Regions from separate parts of the Mus musculus genome. Here all the other regions are linked to region 3. Evidence: chromatin contacts called from public HiChIP or PLAC-seq, Micro-C and promoter capture Hi-C data. All regions are on one chromosome and are shown on one strand. Each heading gives the region's core, a stretch centred on a gene start, on an enhancer-like site or on the middle of the called end of the contact. The rest is flanking DNA. Distances are from core to core; before and after follow the strand shown.

Region 1 (2,874 bases), core at 366-2,865, 580 kb after region 3:
ATAATAAATTAAATTAAGAACTCCATCACCAGAATAACTATTAAATCCAATAAAGCTAAAGGGAGGGGTAACAGAGACCAGAGACACAGCTCAGTGTGTTAAGAGCGCCTGCTGCTCTTGCAGAGGACCTGGATTGGGTTCTTACTGCCCTCATGATGACTGTACCACCTTGTAACTCCAGTTCCAGGGGACCCAGCACTCTCTCTGACCTCTGTAAATAGCTGTGATACTGAAGTGTTTGGACCCACCAGGATATAAAGTCGGTACTTCCAGCACCAACAGAGCCTGCAAATGCAGGGCTTGTGTGTGTGTTGGGAGTACAGGGGAGGGGTGCCCTGCCCAGATAAAGTCAAGAGAAACACAAGAAAGAGGATTCTGGCAGAAGAGACAGGCAGACAAATTAGATCTGACTTGTCAAGAAATACCATCAACCGACTTCTCCACTTACATACAGTTTCTTACCCCAAAAGACAGGAAAGGAGAAACTGTATGATAAATAAGACATTCTTCCAGTGTCTGAATTCAGTGGCCTGTGATGACAAAGAAAAGATCCATCGTGCGGTTAGTGACAGTTCAGCTTAAATCCAGTTAGCACAACCTTACCACCTTTTGTGCCATTGATGCATTGACAATAATTACACAGTTCTATCAAAGAGACAATGCATTAAATATCAATAACTAGTTAAACAGGGGCTTATTGTACTACTTTCCAAACCTTTACGTTTGAAAGTTTCCATCATAAAAAGGTTTTGCTGTTACTTATTGAGTAGCCTTCTGATTCCCTATGTGCAGCGTGTCATGAGTACATCTGTGATGGCTTGTACATGCTTGGCCTAGGAAGTGGCACTATTTGGAGGTGTGGCCTTGTTGGAGTAGGTGTGTCACCATAAGTGTATAAGAACCTTATCCTAGCTGCCTGGAAGCCAGTCTTCTGCTGGCAGCCTTCTGATGAAGATGTAGAACTTTCAGCTCCTCCTGCACCATTTCTGCCTGGATGCTGCCATGTTCCTGCCTGGATGATAATGGACCGAACCTCTGAACCTGTAAGCCAGCCCCAATTAAATGTTGTCCTTATAAGAGTTGCCTTGGTCACTAACTAAGGCAACATCCTTATACACACACACACACACACACACACACACACACACACACACACACACACACACACACACATAATTAAATAACCAAATTGTAATAAGTTAAAAACCAAGAGCTAGAAGTATTTATATAAACAATCAATAAAAATTATTTACTCTGGACAACATAAACCCAGAGAGGGTTATTTAGTAATATTTCTTAAAATACATATGTTCTTCACCAGTGCACACTTTAATAAACACTAGTTTTCTATCTTTAAGAATGAATCTATACTGGTAACATTTGAAGAAACAGAATATACAAAGCATGCTAGATTATGAATCTTTTGCACTTTGGGGGGGTCAATCAGAAAAAAAATCAATATTTTAAAATCCCTCTCCCTCAGTTGCAACACACTACATGTATTTTGGCCTCCTAGAGGGAAGGTCAAATGAGCATCTCCCAAGGACCTGGGGTTTGTTAACAGAAGGGCTGCTATCTCTGACTTCATTTCCCACAGTTAATAATCCACCGACTGTAAGTCCAAAGTCCAGGACTCACTTCCCAGAGTAGTGAGTCACCAAAAACTTTGGCCTTTCCATCTCTCCCTGTTGACTCATTCATTCTTCCTCCAATGACAGAGAGAGAATATTTCACTCCGTGTTATCCGTCAGCTTCCAGTGTATTTAGTTCAGTGTACATGAACTCCCCTCTTTATCATATTTAGTTCATAATCTAAAATGGACTCAGTCATGCAACCAGCTAAAAGATCTTGGAGTAATTCAGTGAACATTTCAGATAGTTGCCGAGTGAAAACAGATCACATTTACCTGCTAGGGACTCTCCCTCATTTTCATTACTAATTACAGTGTATATCTACATCTCTGGTCATCTCTTGCCATCTAATACTTTAGTAAAGGTATACTCATATTTTATCTTTAGGTTTTCTATTACATTTGTGCGTGCGTGTGGTGTAGGTATGTGGTTTAGACACAGCACACACACGGTACTCACAGACAGTCTGCCAGAATCAGCTCTCTCGATATGTAATATGGCTCCTGGCGATGGAACTCAGGTTATCAGGCTTGGCAGCAAGTGCCATCTCTCCAGCCCAAATGAATTGTATTCTAAACATTATAGCTTTTGTATTTTATCATTTTAGAGGAATAAAAAAAGTCCTTTGATCCCCCCACTCCCCTTTGTGGCACTGAGGATCAAACCCACAGTCCTGTGCATGCCAGCCAGTGTTCTACCACTGAGCTACATCCCCAGCCCTGGATATTGCTCTTAGATCTTTCAGTGTATTATTCTAGTTATATATATATATTTCTAAATAATAATTCTACAAAGCTCTCCAGTCCATCTGCAATTTCAGTGCCTGGTAATCGCTCAATTCAGAGAGCTTCTGCCTAAATCTCTAGAGTCTAAACTGAAGAGGCCAGAGAGGGCAAGCAGTGGGTGAACTAGCACCACATCAGGAGGCAAAGTTCTCCTAGAATATGAGAATTTAATAAATTACTTCTCCACTAACAAAGAGTCTAACTCTCAATTTACCCACAAAGTAAAAAAATACAACAAAGTCAATGACACACTGAACACACTCACCCTAGCACACCTAGCTCGGCCTCACCTACCTTAACCATGTTTATAACACGGGCCATATTTACCTGCTGAAAGTCTCCAGTAGAGACGCTAATAATGACAGTTGGGATGAGCATGAAGCAGGCATTATAGAAAAGCACTCCATATTTCCCCAGCTCCTGTGAAAATAAGAAGATTGCATTCAACTCTAGAGCT
Region 2 (2,700 bases), core at 92-2,591, 600 kb before region 3:
GTATTTTTGCTTGGTCTGTTTTTGGACTTTTGATAAAAGGATCCTCTATTCGGTAGCACTGACTATCCTGGAAATCACTATGTAGATCAGGTTGACTTCATACTCACATAGATCCACCTACCTCTGCTTCCCTAACACTGGGAGGCATAACCCTCCACACCCAGCTTTCTTGTTATTGTTTGAGATATTGTTGTTTGTTTTTACTTTGTGGGTGTGTTTGTTTGTTTGTTTGTTTTTAGACAGGGTCTCACTAGGTAGCCCAAAGTTTTCCTCAAACTCTAGATCACACATACATGGTAATGTTTCATGAGTAGGTTCCATTACATGTAGTGTGGTTTTTTTTTTTTTTTTTTGCAATGTCGTTTAATATCACTTAGAATGGCACCTCAAAGTCACAACACGTAGGTTAATTCAAAATGCACTTCACCAGGGCTGGAGTCTGGACTGATAGCAGTTGTGACTGCATGAACTGACTTCATGGCAGCCAGCATTGCAGCTGCTTGAGCTCTGCAAGCTCAGACCTGCTTACTCCAGTGAAGTTGGAAAAGGCTCATGTGGAGTAGACAAACTTGTTTTCCTCCCTATTGTGCACCCCTGACCCATCCCACCCCATTTCGTATTAGTATATAACAACACTACACAATTACATCATTTACACACACAGAGACACAGACCACAAAATAGACACACACACAATAGACACACACAGAAGACACACACACAATAGATTCACTTAGACACATACACACTAGACACACACACAAAAGGCACACACACACACACACACACACACACACACAATAGATTCACACAAACACTGACACACACGCAATAGACATACACATTAGACACATACACAACAGGCACACACACAGCAGGCACACACACACACAAATTGTAAAAGGGTGGAATTCTCCTTCCATTCCCCCAAGACTTGATAAAATCAAATGGTTTCCTCAGTTGGCCTGAGCCTGTGAGCAGCTAGTAGAAAGTTAAGCTCCTGGTACTCACGTGACTTTTGCAATCTCTAGAGATGTGTATTTTAAGCAGGCTTTCCAGCAATTCTTATGCACATGGACTTACTGGGAAGCTTGGAAACACTTACTAAAGCAGGATGCGTGAGAACATAAGGTGACAAGGCCGCCGGAAGCTGGTTTTAAACGCTCCGTTGTGCAAACGATTCCAGAGGGAAGCTTTCTTTTCAGCTTACGTGTCTTTAAGCCATTTTGATGTCAACAGAAGCCAAATTCCCTGCCTTTTATGACAAAGGCATTGATGACTCAGTTTCCCCCAAGCACGAGGGTGGAAAGACCAGCACTCTCCCTTCCCACCAGCACTTCTGTGCGGCATCGTTTCTTCTTGGATGGAAGTGATTTTTCATTAGCGTAAATGGATGCATATTTTATAAACATGGACCATGTGTTTCATATTCCATTCATGTTTATTTACACATCCTGTAAACACATGTATACAAAGCCACATGGACATTTCAGGGGGAGTGCATGGAACACTACGCATGGATAAATACCACACTTGACGGGTGTTCCCTTGGGTGGTAAATCAGCCACCACCCAAAGATTTTCATTTACCTTCTTACTACCTCTGTGGGGGTTGGGGGGTGGGGCTGCCCTATAGGAACTCAGACATTCAGATTTTCCTTTCTCTCCTTCAGATGTCCAGGCTCTGATTTATTGAAAAAATTACTAATAAAGTATCAATTTTGATCTCTACTAAGTCAATATTGTAACTAAAATGTCACCTTGGTCTTGGGAAAAGAGGCCTAAGGTCAGGGAGGCTCTTCTCAGAGCGCATTCTCGGGCAAACCACATGGAAACTAGAGGGAAAGTTAAAAGTGCTTCCAGTGCAGTTGGAATGGAAAGAGATGAGTGGAACGCCTTGCAAGGAGAGGGAAGGCAGATCTGTAGGAAAAGGACAAAGGGCCTGCCACCCAGAGATTTTATCCATTGATGCTTTCAGGGAGTCTGGCATGAGCCTTGGGTAAAACTGTACCCTAGCTTCTGAGGCCAACACAGAGAGAAAGAATTATGTACATTCCACTCGCCCTGTTGGGTTCAACTCCACCCTTGGTTACAGGCTGCTCTGTGTGGCTCAAAACTCAGAGTAGGTGTTTGAGATGATGGGAAATAGTTAACCAGATTTATTCCTGGGAGTTTGCCTTTTCAGCTCTGGAAGTCGGAAAGGCACAGCTATTTGTGTTTCCTGTCATCGGTGTGTCCTTTAGCTTTGCGGGCATTTCAGGTTCCCGGCTCTTCTTCTGGTTCCTTCTTAACTAAGCAGTAATAAACAGTTTTAGGATTGCTTTCTAAAATGTTGACATCTGGAAGTGTGGTATGTGCATGTGTGTATGTACAGCTGTGAACCCACAGAGACTAGAGGAGGACTTGGGGTATCCTATCCCACCACTTACTGCCTTGTGTCCTTGATATGGTCTCTCTGGTGAACCTGGAACTAACCTGGTAGCCAGGAAACACCAGTGATAATGAGCCTCCTGCTTACAGCTCCATTGTGCTGGGATCACAGGCGCACATGGCCACGCCCAGGCTCTTAACATGGTTGCTAGGATGGTAACTTATGTCTTCATGCTTGCACAGCAAGCAGCCCACATGTGAAAGCTTTGAACTGCTTCTTTGAGAATATGCCTCATTTCCCTAAGTCCTTACCTACCCTTTCAATACCTCT
Region 3 (2,700 bases), core at 24-2,523:
AGTTTGTAAGCGAGGACCCCGTCATCTGATCCATTTTTATAATTGTTTGGCATGATCCTCCCAGTTTCCCAGTCACTGTCAAATGCATCCTGAAGTCCTAGAAACAGAAACATGTGCAACACATTAAAACCTGGCCTGAGAGCTTTGGTCCAGAGGGATTAGGCTGAGGACAGGAGGCAGGGTAGGCGACTTGTCTGCAGTTTTCTCTCACTTAAGGAAGGACTCCTGATCTGCTAGTGAATGAACTGTGGTGCTAATCAAAAGATGCTCAGAGGGAAGAATAAAACACACACACTTTACTTAAACTAAGGAACGAAAGCCCAGGAACAAGACAGATGGCTTAGAGCTGCTGTTCTTCCAGTGGATCCAAGTTCAGACCCCAGAATCCACTCTGGAGGGCACACAACTGCCTGCAACTCCAACTCTAGAGATAACTGTCTCTTTTGGCCTCTACACGCACATCACACACACACACACACACACACACACACACACACACACACATCTTTTAAAGAAAACAAGCAAAAAGAAGAAAAGGAGAGGAGGGCACGGCAGTTCATGACTTTAATTGCAAAACGGAGGAAGCAGAGGCAGGCAGATCTGTGAGTTCCAGGACAGCCATGGCTGTATAGAGAAACCCTGTCTTCTCCAAAAGAAAGGAAGGAAGGAAGGAAGGAAGGAAGGAAGGAAGGAAGGAAGACTGAATGAGAGAGTGGGAAAGGGAGGGAGAGAGCAGGTCTCATTATGTATCTCTGCTTGGCTTGCACCTTGACTTCACTATGTAGATCAGGCTAGCTTGGAACTAACAAATCCACCTGCCTCCCAAGTGCCAGGTTGGCCTCCCCCCACCCTTCTTCCTGACTAATTGTAGCAAGAGAAAGCAAGGGGAAAAGACACAGACCATATCCATTAACCATTTCACGCCACACAGGGAGATAGGTCAGGAGTTCCTCACCAAGACCAGAAAATCCACCCCAAGCAGAAAAAAAAAATCACATTCAAGCTCCCAACTTGGCTGCCCCTGGAGCCAGGGTGAGGGAACACAGCTCTGTCAATCTGATCCATCTGTTTGACTTGTGCAGCTAATACAAGCTGTGGGACCTGCTGCCAGGCCATGTAAAGATCACAGCCAGCACCTATTCACTCTCCCCCTGTTCTCTTCCTCCCTGCCACCCTTCCTTCTGAGTGGAGGGCTGTGTGGAGGAGAGGGAGCACAAGGAAATACCTCACAGGGGAAATTTGGATCAGTTTGAGAACAGGAAGCCACAGGCCGACACAGGGAGGCTCTGTGGGGCTCTGTGAGAACAGATGACAAACCGCAAGCCCTGGGCGGGAAAGAGTGAGCCTTCTGGGCTTGGGGGATGGGCGAGCCCACCAGCTCACCACACACAGCTGGGCTTGGCCGCTGTAATCAAAACCATCATTATAGACCTGACAGTTTGGCTACAGCTGTAAAGAGGTAAGCATGCTGGAAGAGAAGACAGGGCCCTGGTGACCCAGACTTGGAGCTGAGCACTGCCTGGGGGGTGCTCTCCCCAATACCCCCACCAGCCTCACTGCACACCAGACACCTCCCAAGTAGACCCCCCAAGTCCCAGCTGCTCAAGATACCCCCTGCAGCAGACACATCTACTCAGATACATTTTATTCCATTTCAGGACTTGCCTAAGGGCACTTCAGAAACTAAAACAAACTAAATAACAACAACAACAACAAAAACACACGGTCTGTGAATGCTTAGCACAGTGAGGTGTTTGGGAATAGAGAGAGGGGAGAGTTGGAGCAGCCTTTTTAACAAAAGCCTCCCTCCAGCATTGTTATGCAGTGGGCTTTGTTTTTAGGAAGTAGGCTGGGTCACCTACAGGCCCTGGGTAGAGGGACCACCGGGGTGGCAATCTCTCCCACAGCTTTTCACAGGTTTGCACAGAGAGGCAGCACTACTCTACACAGATGTTATTTTAAGACCCAAAGCTCTTCCCCACTCCCACTCTGGAAAAATAAAATAAACAGAGAAAGACAACTGGTCCCCCAACCCCCTACAAGAATCCTGGTCTGTTTTCCAAGCAAGGAGAGAGGAGAGCTTTTATTACTTCAGACTTATGTGGGCCTCTTGGCTCCAGGTAGTCAGCCTTCAGCTGCTTACCTCCTGAGAGAACCAATCATGATTCCCATTTTACAGATGAGAGGACTGAGCCTGGTGACAAGTCACAGCTAAGCTTTGAGCCCAGGCAGCCTAAGGCCAGCCATACTCCACATGTATTACTTAGAGTGGGTTTTCACAGGTACAGTGTGCTGTTAGAAGTAATTGCAAAATACATGGAAAATACCAGAAGCTTAGCAGCATCTGCTGTCAAAGCAGGTAACTGAGAGTATATTTGCAAAGGTATAGTCACAGAGACTTCTGCAATACCTAGGGATCTGTGCATGTGCCCTGCCACCAACTTAGAATGAATTTCCTACAATGCTAGCCCTAATGTGCTCTCCAGCTATGGTCACCAACAGTAAAGTTCTTTCAGGGCCCCTTTAGTATTTTCTGACTGACCACTGAAAATCTGAACTTCCACAGGCTGTACACCAAACACTTGCCCCTTGGCTGACATTTACATTCCAACAGTTTACTGCAAACCCTTACATTTCAGCTGCAGTTCTTTAACTAGAAACACTTTACACGGAAAATTATTTTGAGTCTAGGCTAAAGGA
Region 4 (2,874 bases), core at 292-2,791, 620 kb after region 3:
AACGCAGTTTCTACTACCAACATCTCTACTGTTCTTTCAAATATGCACTGTGGTGCAAGTTTCAACTTTACTGCTCTATAATAATACCACTAGCTAAGTACCTACTTCCTCACACAAAACAGTTTCACCTTTTTGGCTACCGCCCATACACAATGTTACCAAACTTGCTTCAATTGATAAACTAGGCATCCCTTAATCCGCTGGGTAATTTGCTTTGCTACACCTGTAGCAAATCAAGTTATTCTGGCAGTCAACCAACAACAGAAAACTGCATATTTATCTTGCAATACCATGTATTCGACACACAGATTTACCGATACCTTCCTGAGCTCTGATGAATGTCCAGTATTAAGTCTAGCCCCATAAACACACTCCCGGTTCCTTCCGAGCACAGTCACCGTGTGCCAACACTCCCACTAGCTAGCTATACATACGATTTTCATGAAGACGCTTTAACAAACTCCCTAACCCTCAGCTGCTCCGGATGTAAAGGGTATAGTAGGGCATGGTGTCGCTAGCCTTGAATTCCAGCACTCGGAAAGTAGAACTCTGAGAGTCCCAGGCAGGCCAGGGATACAGTGCGATACTTGGCCCCCGCCCCAATGTGGGCTGGAGCCAAATGCTCACATCCTTCCTTCCCACATCTAAGCAGGCCGAGGCCGCGAGGTTACAAGCACAGCAGTGCAAGGCATCTGGACACAGCGAGCCTCCCCCTCATCACCCCGCTGCACCTGCTGCCCTCAGACCGGCCTTCGCGCCGCACCCGTCACATGACCACCTTGCCCCCAAAGGTCCGGTTTTGGCGCGCGGCAGTGACGTCAGCGTCCTGTCAGCCACCGCCCCCGCCACCCCGCTTTTCCTCTCCGGCCCCGCCCCGCTGGCGAGCGGCGCCGTTAACGGGCCCCAGGCCGCCCCGCGCCCGGGGCCGCCCGAGCCACTCACCTTGAGGTGGCCGCTGTCTGGGCTGCTCGCCTCCTCCTCGTCCTCCCCGCCCGACACGGCGGCCACGGAGGCGGAGGACTGAGGCGCACCCCGCAGCGTCGGGAGTTCAGCCGCCACGGGCAGTCCGGCTGAAACGACGCCGCCCGCCGCCCCCGGGCTGAGCGTCACGTTATGCGCGTTCTCACCCCAGCGCCACGGGTACACCATGAAGTCGCTGAAGCCGGGGCTAGTGGGGACGAGCGGCGGCGGCGGCTCGGGCTCCCCCACGCTGCTGCACGGAGGCGTTGCCGGCGTGGTCCTGATGACCGATACCAGTACGCGCTTCGGGGAGTCGTGGCAGAAGACGACCGGCGGCGGCTCCGCCATGGGTGCCGGGGCGCCGCGGATCATGCTGGCTCGTCTGCAGCCCTCGCGCTCTCGGCGGCCCGAGCTTGCCTTGCTCGCCCGCGCTGCTACGTCTCGGCGCCTCACAGCCGCCGGCTCATGGCAGGCGGCTCCGGGCGATCAGGCTGCAGCAGCGTTGCTGACAGGAAAACGGGACGCGAGGCGCCGAGTCCCCGAGAATAACAACCTGCCGCCGCGGTCCCCGCTTCGGCTTTTCCCGCGTTACATTTCGCGCCTGGGCGGAACCAGTCACCGCGAGGACCCTGCGGCTGGCCACCGCGACGAGTGACAGGTCGCGAGAGCCAATAGCCGGGTCCAGGCTGTGTTCCGTCCGGAGGGGGCGGAACCAATTCGAGCGCGGGTCCTTACTGCCACGTCATTGGCCGCCGCTCTCATACTTTTTTGTCTGGAGGGCCAACTGCGTTCGAAAGTCTGTAGGAGCGCGCGTCTTGTCCTGACACACCCGTCGGGAGCCCCACCCTGGCCGGATGACTCCTGCGAAGGTGGGGAGGGGGAAAGAGGCTGTTGATTGGAGGAGCTGCGGGAAAGGGGCGTGGTGGTGGGCGGGGCGAGCATGCTGGGTCCCTCCCCCACCAGAAGAAGAGGGGGTGTAAAGAGGGTAGGAGTCTGGAGAAGTTGCAGTGGAGAGGGCCCTCCCCATCGCCCCACCCAATCCGCCCCCTCCCGCGCGCAGCCAGTTTAAAGGGCTGAGGCCGCGCCCGTCCCACCCCACCCCACCCACGGCTGCTCAAGGCGCCAGCAAAGCACCACTTCTTTTTGGGCGTTGGGGGGTTGTTGTTGGTTTTGTTTTGTTTTTCGAGACAGGGTTTCTCTGCATAGCCCTAGCTGCCCTGGAACTCACTTTGTAGACCAAGCTGGCCTCGAACTCAGAAATCCACCTGCCTTTGCCTCCCAAGTGCTGGGATTAAAGGCATGAGCCACCACCGCCCGGCTTGTTTTTGTTTTGAGACAGGGTCTCTATAGAGTCCTGGCTGCCCTGTAACTCCCTATGTAGGGACCAGGAGGGCCTCGAAGTCAGAGATCCCATTCGCCCCCCCCCCTCCATACACACACACACCCAGTACTGGGACTAAAGACGTGAGTCACCACTCCTGCCTAAGGGCATGGGTTCTTAATGTGAGTCCCGTGACCAGCCCTGCTACGGTTCCCGGACTATTGGTTCTTGCTGCCAGGCTCGGGACCGCGGTGGGACGCATGAGCAACCATTCGCACAGTAGTCAGCTCCCGGTCGTACTTGCTTGCAGTGTTTCCCAGGCAGTCTGATGGTGGTAGCAGTTCAAAGATTTTTTAAAAATCTCTTTAGAGGCTAAAGGATAGAACTGGCAACTGGAGCTCATTTGCTTGCTGCGTTTCCCAGGCAGCCTGTTCCTAGTAGAGACTCCATAAAGATTTTTATATCTGAATGAGTATCCAGTGGTTAAGCGATAGAACCGGTAACTAAACTCCATCAAATACAAAGCTATGCCTAAATTAATTTAGGCACCAGAGTGTTGTTTTAGAGAAAACTGCCTAAATTAACAAATCAAA

What was found. Promoter capture Hi-C pulls out the DNA fragments that hold promoters and counts their contacts. Hi-C and Micro-C count contacts between places; a contact is called where the count stands out from the background. HiChIP or PLAC-seq counts read pairs in DNA pulled down with a chosen protein or histone mark.
Region 1: a contact with region 3 is called in a promoter capture Hi-C map of liver, with 2.3 times the contacts expected there. The contact joins two enhancer-like sites. A contact is called at or near these places in 5 of 39 promoter capture datasets (the 3T3-L1 cell line, embryonic stem cells, hippocampal neurons and 1 more), 4 of 484 Hi-C or Micro-C datasets (extraembryonic endoderm stem cells, frontal cortex, nephron progenitors and 1 more), 2 of 115 datasets of contacts at active chromatin or transcription factors (both in embryonic stem cells) and 2 of 9 other capture datasets (embryonic stem cells and pancreatic islet).
Region 2: a contact with region 3 is called in a Micro-C map of palatal mesenchyme, with 2.9 times the contacts expected there. The contact joins two enhancer-like sites.
Region 4: an H3K4me3 HiChIP or PLAC-seq map of pro-B cells shows a contact between it and region 3, with 3 times the contacts expected there. The contact joins the promoter of Zfp367 here to the enhancer-like site in region 3. A contact is called at or near these places in 4 of 39 promoter capture datasets (HPC-7-derived erythroid cells, hippocampal neurons, liver and 1 more), 1 of 484 Hi-C or Micro-C datasets (embryonic stem cells), 3 of 115 datasets of contacts at active chromatin or transcription factors (memory CD8 T cells, pancreatic cancer cells and pro-B cells) and 2 of 9 other capture datasets (adipose tissue and liver).

What each region holds. Positions count from the first base shown.
Region 1 is chr13:64,104,271-64,107,144 of GRCm38.p6, forward strand. Slc35d2 (solute carrier family 35, member D2) reads right to left here. Exons shown (of 12, transcript NM_001001321.3): 8 at 2,745-2,837; 9 at 463-530. Among named protein-coding and RNA genes, the nearest start is that of Hsd17b3, 17 kb to the left of the region's middle. Within about 2 kb of position 1,616, at least 28 of the 459 cell types and tissues checked have an H3K27ac peak or open chromatin away from gene starts, as enhancers often do. A contact at or near this core is called in liver, where this site is marked.
Region 2 is chr13:62,922,315-62,925,014 of GRCm38.p6, forward strand. No RefSeq gene overlaps it. Among named protein-coding and RNA genes, the nearest start is that of Gm40981, 5.8 kb to the left of the region's middle. Within about 2 kb of position 1,342, at least 6 of the 459 cell types and tissues checked have an H3K27ac peak or open chromatin away from gene starts, as enhancers often do. A contact at or near this core is called in palatal mesenchyme, where this site is marked.
Region 3 is chr13:63,527,193-63,529,892 of GRCm38.p6, forward strand. Ptch1 (patched 1) reads right to left here. Exons shown (of 24, transcript NM_008957.3): 16 at 1-97. Among named protein-coding and RNA genes, the nearest start is that of Ptch1, 37 kb to the right of the region's middle. Within about 2 kb of position 1,274, at least 157 of the 459 cell types and tissues checked have an H3K27ac peak or open chromatin away from gene starts, as enhancers often do. A contact at or near this core is called in embryonic stem cells, liver, memory CD8 T cells and 3 more, where this site is marked.
Region 4 is chr13:64,151,658-64,154,531 of GRCm38.p6, forward strand. It overlaps Zfp367 (zinc finger protein 367), which reads right to left and starts at 1,542. Exons shown (of 5, transcript NM_175494.5): 1 at 943-1,542. The coding sequence starts at 1,332.